Regions from separate parts of the Sus scrofa genome. Here region 2 is linked to region 1. Evidence: chromatin contacts called from public HiChIP or PLAC-seq data. All regions are on one chromosome and are shown on one strand. Each heading gives the region's core, a stretch centred on a gene start, on an enhancer-like site or on the middle of the called end of the contact. The rest is flanking DNA. Distances are from core to core; before and after follow the strand shown.

Region 1 (4,927 bases), core at 1,403-3,902:
TGTCTGTGAGGATGCAGGTTCAATTCCACGCTCAGTGCATTAAGGAAACAGTGTTGCCCCAAGCTGGGGTACAGGTCACAGATGAAGTCAGATCCCATGTTGCTTTGGCTGTGGCGTACGCTGCATCTGCATTTCTGATTCTGACCCCTAGCCCAGGAACTTCCATAAGCCACAGGTTTGGCTGTAAAAAGGAAAAGAAATGTTTAAATGACTTGCCCAAGGATCACTCAGGTAACCAGATGCAGAGAACTTAGGAGTTCAGAACTAGAACGTAGAGTCTCTAACTCCCCAACTGGTAGGATCTGACTTAAAACAGGTCCTATAAACCCTTGAAGAGGGATTTGTTGAGTATTTAACCTAAGAAGTAGGGACTTAGATATTTTTAGTATTATAGCTCTTCACACTAGTGTTTTCTCCTGCAGCAGAAAAGTAAGAACCCATATCCAAAGCTGACATATAAAGAGGAAGAGATGGAGTTCCCCTCATGGCTCAATTGTTAACGAATCCGACTAGGAACCATGAGGTTGCAGGTTCAATCCCTGGCCTTTCTCAGTGGGTTAAGGATCCGGCATTGCCGTGAGCTGTGGTGTAGGTTGCAGAAGCAGCTCAGATCCCGCATTGCTGTGGCTCTGGCGTAGGCCAGCAGCTACAGCTGCGATTAGACCCCTAGCCTGGGAACCTCCATATGCCGCAGGAGTGGCCCTAGAAAAGGCAAAAAGACAAAAATAAAAAATTAAAAAAAAAATAAAGAGGAAGATATGATGAACATTTCAGATATAACAGGCTATGTTTAACTCTAAGAAAGTGTTGTTCCCCTAATTGATTGGAAATTAATGCCAGCCCATTGTAGAGTTGGGAAAACTGAGCTTAGGTGCCTTGCCCAGTTTCATCAGGGACAAACCCAGAGTTATCTGACCCCCAAGATGCTACACTTCATCTTCTTCCCTCTGCCAAAACCAAATGGGCAATGTTGCCAAGGGCCCCTTCTCTCTTAATGCCCTGAAAATATGAGGATGTGAACTAGAAGTTAGCAGCCAAGGAAGTACTAATTAAGTTGAGATACATGGCATATTAACACAAGGATAATCAAAGTCCTGGGTAGTAAAGATAGTGCAATTTCTTTGAATGACATTCAGAATGACTGAGCCACGGATAATGTCCTACACATGCTCTTCATTTGTTCATACATGGCCAGGGTTACACAGCCAGACACAGTGGTCCTGGCTATAGACACAGAATTTATTTCCTATCTCAAATCATTTCTGGAAGTAGGTGGAGAAAAAAAATTATCAAGTCAATACCCTAATATTAAAAGCCTTTGGGAGGTAATTTTTACTGTTAAATAATAAAATACAACTGCTTAAAAATCATTCTGGAGTGGGAATATTTACCACTCTCTACCTTTTGAGGTCTTCCTCTTTGCTGTCACTCTAAATCTTGCTCTCCATTCCCGTCACACTGGCATAGTTCAGGCTCTCTTCACTTCTCCCCTGGGTAGTACTCAGCCCTTTGTTCCCCCCCCACACTCCACCCCAATCATGCTACCACAATCGCTCCAAGTCTTTAACCTGTTCAGTAGTTCCTCCTCCCCTAAATATCTACCCACCTTCATGTGTGAACACAGGTTGCTCACAACATTTTGACCTTCATTCCCAATGTACAGAACATCTTGTGTCCCAAATGCACCATGCTGTTTCACACCTCTGAGCCTTTGCACTTGGTAGGCTCTCTGCATGGCATGTCCTTCCCTAAGTTTATCTGAAGAACTCCGATTCATCTTTAAACACATAGTCCAAGGGTCATCTCCTCTGAGAAGCCCTTCATTACCTTTCCATGTTCTAATCTTTATATCCCACAAGATTTTTTTGATTAATACATCTGTCACACTCAGTGACTTTGATTTGTTACCATGTTTATTTCCCCTAGCAGACACTAAGCTCCCGGAAAGAATGCACAGTATCCTCTACATTTGGGCATCTCCATACCCAGGAGAACCCTGGCATATGTAGTAGGGGCTCAGTAAATACCCTGGCAGTAAATTGAACTGATTCCAGTTGTCATTGTCATGGTCAACATCCCATGGTTGGTGGACACCCACAGGAGCATAACTCGTTAGTAAGTGTTACTTTCAGTGCTTGGAGTGGTTGAAGGAGTGACAGCCAAACTCCATGCTGATTTTGATGCAAAGAAAAGAGGGCCCCTCCAAAATAGGAGGGAAAGAAGAAAAGCTAGAGGAGCCTGAAATGTGTTCATTTTGTCACTTTCAAATGCCAGAGATTGGGATTTTAGTGCAGGCCAAGCCACTTATCTTAGAAGGTTCTGACAAATTTGCTGGGAAGAGTAAGAGAAATGAGTACAATTAAAAATCTGTGGTCAAAAGGTTACAGAAAGGAATGGCACACATTTCAGCTGGGGAATAGGAAGTGGTCTTGTCTTCCGCAACAGGGCTGGCTAATAAATCTGGAGAGTTTTATTGACTTCATAGGCGCAAAAATAACCACCCGGAGAAGACATCGGGTTTCACTTATTTTTTTGGAAAGTAATTTTTCACAGACGCGAGGTTAAAAGAAAGTGGTTGCTGGGGCTTCGGCTGTGGTGGTGTGTCTCCTGGTATGCGTAATGCAACTGGATCTCAGTTCTGGGATGACGCCCAGTTTCAGAGGTCTAAAGCCGCTGTTGAAAGCAATGAGGACAGAGTGTTGCCAACATTTTATGTATGCAACTGTAGATCGGTTGTCTTAGTGCAAGGATAGACTTTGATCAAAAGTGTCTGGAGGGAGGGGTTTCATTAAATGCTGTTTTCAATCCTTAATTCTATAGCTTTTATGTCTACTTGTTCCTAAGTCTACTACAGACCCCAAATGGCCCTGGCACAAAGAAGCCCCTCCCCAAGCCCCAGTGTGGCTGTCAGGCAGCAGCAGTGAAGGATGGGCATGCAAGGAGTATTTGGGTAGAAAAGGTACACAGTTTGGAAGGCTTTGCTCCTCATTCCCTGGATTTCAGTCTCATGTTAGACCATTCAAAGAGGAAAGAGCTTGAAGCTCTCTCCCTCCAGCCTTATGTCTGTGATTCATTACGAAAACTTGAAAACTTCCCCTACACAAAGACAAGCTTTCCTAAAAAAAGGATTATTGATAAGGGTGTATGTTTATTGCATGAGTTCTTCCTTTTAAAAACATCTGGCCAAGAATAGAAAATTCAGCCAGTCTTAGAAGGTTTAAATGTCCCTTGCTGGACTCCTTTTAATTGTCCTCATAATCATGGAAAAGATGGCAACTAGGGAATACTTTTAAGAGCTTACAACCTTTATGTTCAAGTCTCATCTCATGGTAAACCTGCAGGGAAACTTCTCCCACAGTAAAGAAGGGAAAATTTATTTTCTTTATTCCTCTTTCTTCTAGAAATCAATGAGAACACAGATAGTGGAACTGTGAGCTTGGTCAGATTGTTGGTGAGTGGCGCCTTCTGGTGTGTGGGAGGCCACTTATCCTCAGAGCCACCCCCTGCAGTCTCCATAAAAGTGGACTGGATCTGAGAGTTAGCCTCTTTGGATGGGAATCAGGAAATAAAATACAAAATTACTCCATCTGAAATAATCACCTTAGGAGTTCCCACTGTAGCTCAGCAGGTTAAGGACCTGACATTGTCTCTGTGAGGATCCAGGTTCAATCTCTGGCTTCACTCGGTGGGTTAATGATCTGGCATTGCCACAAGGTGTGGAGCAGGTCACAGACACAGCTCAGATCCCATGCTGCATGGCTGTGGCTCAGGCCTCAGCTGCAGCTCTGATTCAACCACTATCCTGGGACTTCCATATGTTGCAGGTGTGACTGTAAAAAGAAAAAAACATAAAAATAAATTGTTTTAGTGAAATAATCACCTTGTTTGAAAGATGACAAAAAAATGGTTTCTGAAATGTATTTTTTAGCAGCAAAATCCTTTTTCACAGGAAAATCTTAGATAATAAATTCGTTAATGTTTATTGAATCCTTGGCATGTGCAGGGCACTGGACTGAGCCCTTTATGTGTGTAGTATTATTTAATTTAATCTTCACTACTCTTTTTTTTTTTAATCTTTTTGTCTTTTTGCCATTTCTTGGGCCGCTCCTGCAGCATATGGAGGTTCCCAGGCTAGGGGTTGAATCAGAGCTGTAGCTACCAGCCTACACCAGAGCCACAGCAATGCGGGATCCGAGCCACATCTACAAACCTATACCACAGCTCATAGCAACGCCAGATCCTTAACCCACTGAGCAAGGCCAAGGGTCAAACCCTCAACCTCATGGTTCCTAGTCAGATTCGTTAACCACTGCGCCACGACGGTAACTCCTAATCTTCACTACTCGTAACAGGTACTGTTAGCACGTATGTTTTATAGATGAGGGAAGTAAGGACCAGCTTGCTCCAGATAACCCACCATGTGAAGCACATCAAAGTAGGGCTCTTGTGGTGGAATTAGGATTAGAAGAACATGAACCCTTAACTCCTGCTAACTTACTCCTCTATCAACATCTTCTGTCTCCCTGAAGCAACTCCAAGGCTTTGTGGAGTAGAAGTCTGAAATCTTTTGATTGGGTAACTCCTCAAGTTTCTTACCAGTCTATTGCCCAGTGATCTTAATTCTGGAGATGTAACCATAGGCATTCTCAAGATGAGTTCCTTATGGAGTTCCGTCGTGGCTCAGTGGAAAAAAATATGACTGGTATCCATGAGGACGCAGGTTCAATCCCTGGCCTTGCTCAGTGGGTTAAGGATCTGGCGCTACCATGAGCTGTGGTGTTGGTCACAGATGTGGCTCAAATCTGGCATTGCTGTAGCTGTGGTGTAGGCCAGTGGTTATAGCTCTAATTTGATTCCCAGCCTGGGAGCCTCCATATGCCATGGGTGCTGTCCTAAAAAGACAAAAAAAAAAAAAAAAAAAAAAAAA
Region 2 (4,927 bases), core at 612-3,111, 170 kb after region 1:
CTTAGGAACTCTCAAGGAGGGAAAGTTAATAAGTTGGCAGTGTCAAACTATAGACTCTCAGGAAAGTTAAAAAAAAAACAACAAAAAAACCAAACCTCAAGTTTTAAAAATAATAGTAAGGGGGTTCCCATGGTGGCTCAGTGGTTATGAACTTGACTAGTATCCATGAGGATACGAGTTCGATTCCTGGTCTCACTCAGTGGGTTAAGGATCCAGGGATGCTATGAGTTGTGGTGTAGGTCACAGACAGGGGAGGGCATGGGGAGGGTGGGGTGCTGGTCCTCTGATTCTTCCATTGCTGTGGCTGTGGCTGTGGCTGTGGCGTAGGCCAGTGACTACTGCTCCACTCAACCCTTAGCTTGGGAACTTCCATATGCTGTAGGTATGGCCCTAAAAAAAGCAAATATATGTTACAGGAAACTGGAGATACTTTCTGAACATACCAACTTTTTTCACCAGTCTGTTAAGAGTGGCCTGCTGTTCTCCAACTATGGGACTTTGATCCTCCTGATAACTAATTAAGCAAGGGTTGAAAATCCCTAAATGTCTTTTGTTCAGAATTTTTTAACAGTGGTTAAAAAATGTTCTGTCTTACAAAGGTCCAAGAGGTATGTGTGTGTATGTATTTCAAGTGAGTGCTAGTGAATAGACAGTATTCAAAATATACCATTACAGAGACATTAGACATTCTATAATGTTGAAGATTTTAAGAAATAAAGTGGAAATCATTGGTGTGGCTGTGCTGTGTGTGGACATACAATTAAAGCTCGAAAGACTGGGCATTTAGTGAATAAGCAGTATGAGTGTAATGAGTGCCACAGGTCCAGGTCAGCATTATGGAATTCATCTTTCACTTCTGAATTTTCTCTGGTCAGAGACAATGTTGGATTCAGATGAAGCTTAGTAATGATTGAAGTATAGTACACCAGGCCTGCCGTGTCTCTCAACCTAAGCTTACAATTGTGGAACACCCTAAAAGAAAAAATCCAGTGACCTCATTATGTAGTATTTGGCAGCTGTGGACACAGCATTTTAGCTGGGACTTTAATAGAGAAAAGACAGGACAGAGACAGTACACATCCTGTGAGATCTAGGTGTCCTTCTGAAGCATTTTAGTTTATAATTTAAGGGCTTTTTGCCTTCCTACTCCGAGCAGCCTGGACAGTTAAGAGTTCCAGTCAGCCCCTCCCTCCCCTGCCCTCCCTCCTTTTGGTCAATCCTTGGAACTTGCATACACCATGGATTTGGTCTCGATTTTTACAATTAAGTGGGTTTTGTGCTCTGGATGTTTGCCATAGAAGGGTCTAAATCTTTTTTTTTTTTTTTTTCCTTCCTTAAAATGTGTTACTCTGATGATGTAAGAGAAGCACAGCCTCTTAAGGAAAGAAAAGGAAGCCCGTGAACTATTTGGGAGGTTTTCATTTTGCATACACCCATGCTTTGCGAAAGACTTTAAGTCCGGGTCAAAATCATGCCCTTGCAAATAGGAAAATGTGGGCTTGGCTCATGCTTTTGCTGGAGTACATGTCCCCGGAGTGGGGCGTTCTTATTTTACTTCTTCCCACAAAGTTGATCGGGTTTCTCTCACGAGGAGAGGGCCCTCTGGGCCTAGGCCTCAGTGAAATGCAGGGGAGACCCCTGGGCGCCCCTTTGCGACGGGGAGGGTCCCCGGGGTGCTCTGGCGTTCGCGTCTCAGGCCGCTTTGTGAAGCAGGGTGTCGTACCGAGCCCCTTGCAGTGGGAAACGTGCTTCCGCGCTTGCTCCGAGGCCCGGCGGCCGCCGCCCTCCGGCCTCCGCGCGAGGCGAGGCGAGGCGAGGCGGGCCGGCCCGGCGACATTTCACGAGGCCGCTTGGCAGCCATTTTAGATCCTGCCCGCGCTGCGAGCTCCTGGCTGCCAAAAACTGCAGCCGCTCCGTGCCAAGACACTCTTGGCAGTGGAGATAAACTTTGTAGAGATACACAGTCCAGAAATATCTTATAATTACAAAGCACAGGGGGCAGAATGTTTTTACAATACAGCTGTGCTAATGTAAACATTTAATTTGGCAGCCTTCTCCACCCACTTTTCAATTAACCGGGTTTAGGCAGATACTTTAGGTCTGTAATAAACTTTATTGCTACTTCTCGTAGAGTACAGTTTATGAAACACAGATTGGAGGGGCTTTGTTGGGGGGTTTCCATGCATATAGGAAAGCACATGGTGAAGGTTGTGCTGCCATGAAGGGGAAGTGTAAGCTTTCTGTCTCAGAAACCGCTACAGGCCCGGCTTGACGGAAACAGTTGCTTTAAGGGGAGAAAACTGTGGGGGCTGTCTCCTTTGGCTTCTTCAGCCTGCGAGAGGATATTAATAGAAAGAGGTAGAATCACTTATATAGCTACAAAAAGACACTTGTGTTGGTGATCATTAAAAAAGATAAATGTCCCCTGCAATGCATGAGACTGTTTCAGAGATAAATTCCCAATAACAGTTCTTACAGATATAATTATAATAATTGTGTAATCGCCGTGATAATTATTCTTATAGAGTGAAAGAAATAATTTTCTATCTAAAGTAGCATTCAACTCTTCAGCTCACAAAGCTAGTCAATAGATCCTTTTCAGCTAACCTAGAAAAAAAAATGGTAGAGGTCATAGAGTTTTAAAGCTAAATTTGGTTTTAATTGACATTGAGAAAGGGAATTTTTTTTTTCATAAGGAATATGACATCACATTTCATGATAGCTCTTTGCATAGATGTGTTTACACATTTCTCAGATAAATTAGAGAATACCATATACATGCCAAACGTATGGATATTTCATTTTTTAAAGACAAAGAAGGCATTCAGCTCATATTTTCATGTCTTACCATTTAGAAACTTTGCCTTGATTCTGGTTTTTATGGTTTTTAAAAATTATCTTTTTTTTTTTTTTCTCCACTTAATGGTGGATTTTCATAATAGCAAACCATTCTTATATTTTCCCCTCAGGACTCCATTTGAGTGCCTCGTTTAGTCTGGCTCCAACACCATTCAATCTGTGGGGTGTGACCATAAAGTAATTTTCAATTTGAAGTTGTATTCTTCTGTTCAGCTCCCAAAGCTCATCACCAGATCCCTTTCAGCCATCCTGAGAGATGATAGTGGTCAGAGAATTTTGAAGTTGTACTCTTATTATTTTATAGTCTTGTTATTTTTATCCTCCAATAGCTCTTTTGCCATCATATTACCTTTATGCATTCTGCTCATCACAGCTAAACAAGGCATTTGCAATGGCTTTTATTCTCTCAGATGTTTTACTCTTTAAAAACAAAAATCAAACAAAAAATGTTTGTCTCACAGCTAAATCCGTGTGTGTGTGTGTGTGTGTGTGTGTGTGTGTGTATCATGTCAGTTCTATTTTCAAAATATAATACCTGAGGATACTGTTTATTTGTAAAATTTAAGCAGCTTATTTTACCTGTTAGCAAGTGATAAAAGCACAACACAGATTAAATTGTATGCTGCATGAAGAGAAGGACAAAAAATGTTTTGTCCTCTGCTGTAGACTGAGCTCCAAGGATGATGCATCATGGAATCTTTTGGTGCTCAATCTTGTGTTGGTGGTAGTTTTTTTAAAAAAATTCTTTTTATTGGGAGTCTCCTTTGTGGCTCAGCAGTTAATGAACACGACTAGGATCCACGAGGATGCAGGTGCAATCCTTGGCCTCACTCAGTGGGTAGGATCAGGTGTTGCTGGGAGCTGTGGTTGTAGATCACAGATGCGGCTCCAATTTGGCATTGCTATGACTGTGGCGTAGGCTGGTAACTGTGGCTCCGATTCACCTCTTAGCCTGGGAACTTACATATGGCACGGGTGAAGCCCTAAAAAGCAAAACAAACAAACAAACTTTTTGTTAAAGTAGAGTTGATTTACAATGTTGTGCTAATTTCTGCTGTACAGGAAAGCGAGCGACCCAGTCATTCATATATGAATACACACACACACACATATATATATATATATATATATATATATATATATATATATGTATATATCCCTTTTCTTATATTATCTTCCATCACGGTCTATCCCAAGTTGTTTTTTTTTTCCCCTAAAATAAACAATGGGTAAATCTAGTAAGTACAAGTTGGAATCCTAAATACTAACTGTTAATTAACTGTATAAATTGGTAGGTCATTATGAAACTTTTCTTTGGATTGTTTTATTTTTCTTTGGGAAATTAATGCTCTTTGTCTCAATTTCTTCATGGACGGTGTATCCAAGATAATATCCTTTCTGCAGCTGAAATGAACTCCCTGAATTATACAGGACAGAGTACAATAGAAGGAGGTCACAGTCTTGTGCAGGGAAGCAGCATCTAAGCCGCCAACCAGGAGGCAGTGTTAAAAGGCCTTTATTGGAGATATGAGCAAGGTGTTGCAGGCCTGGGGGTTGGCCTCTTTAGGTGGGGGAAAGTGAGATTCAAGGAAGATAGACAAAATTCAAGGCCTTCGGAAGGTGAGTTAGGAGTTCATCTAGCTGTGAAAAAAGGGATATTTCTGAGATAGAATCTGTGCGGGCAAAGGCATAGAGCCTTGCACTTGCACAGCGTGTTCTAGGAGTTTCCCCGGCATGTTGGAGCTTAGGCATTGAGAAGTTAGATAGAAGAAGAGGTGCAAGGTGAAGTTGTCTGATGGCCTAGTGAGCAGTGCGGCTGGGCTAGGACCAGATGATGAACAGTTTTCAATGCTGTGCTAAGGATGTCATAGATTGTTATGGGCAGTCATGAGCTATCAAAGTGTTTTAAGGATTGAAATGGTGTGCTTCCTGCAGGCAGTGCAGAGGATGGAGTCTGACTTTATTGTGAAGAGGAAATTCTCTTTGCCTGAGGAGGTTCAGACTATTGTCAGATGAGACATGAAGGCTCAAGGAGGTATTTTAGTAGCATTTTGGAAGGAGCTGAGGG

Evidence for each region. HiChIP or PLAC-seq counts read pairs in DNA pulled down with a chosen protein or histone mark.
Region 2: an H3K27ac HiChIP or PLAC-seq map of skeletal muscle shows a contact between it and region 1. The contact joins two enhancer-like sites. A contact is called at or near these places in 5 of 47 Hi-C or Micro-C datasets (heart right ventricle, mesenteric adipose tissue, skeletal muscle and 1 more) and 1 of 2 datasets of contacts at active chromatin or transcription factors (skeletal muscle).

The regions. Positions count from the first base shown.
Region 1 is chr1:208,129,034-208,133,960 of Sscrofa11.1, forward strand. No RefSeq gene overlaps it. Among named protein-coding and RNA genes, the nearest start is that of NFIB, 51 kb to the right of the region's middle. Within about 2 kb of position 2,653, at least 11 of the 83 cell types and tissues checked have an H3K27ac peak or open chromatin away from gene starts, as enhancers often do. A contact at or near this core is called in skeletal muscle, where this site is marked.
Region 2 is chr1:208,295,125-208,300,051 of Sscrofa11.1, forward strand. All of the region lies in intron 2 of NFIB (nuclear factor 1 B-type), which reads left to right. Among named protein-coding and RNA genes, the nearest start is that of NFIB, 120 kb to the left of the region's middle. Within about 2 kb of position 1,862, at least 35 of the 83 cell types and tissues checked have an H3K27ac peak or open chromatin away from gene starts, as enhancers often do. A contact at or near this core is called in skeletal muscle, where this site is marked.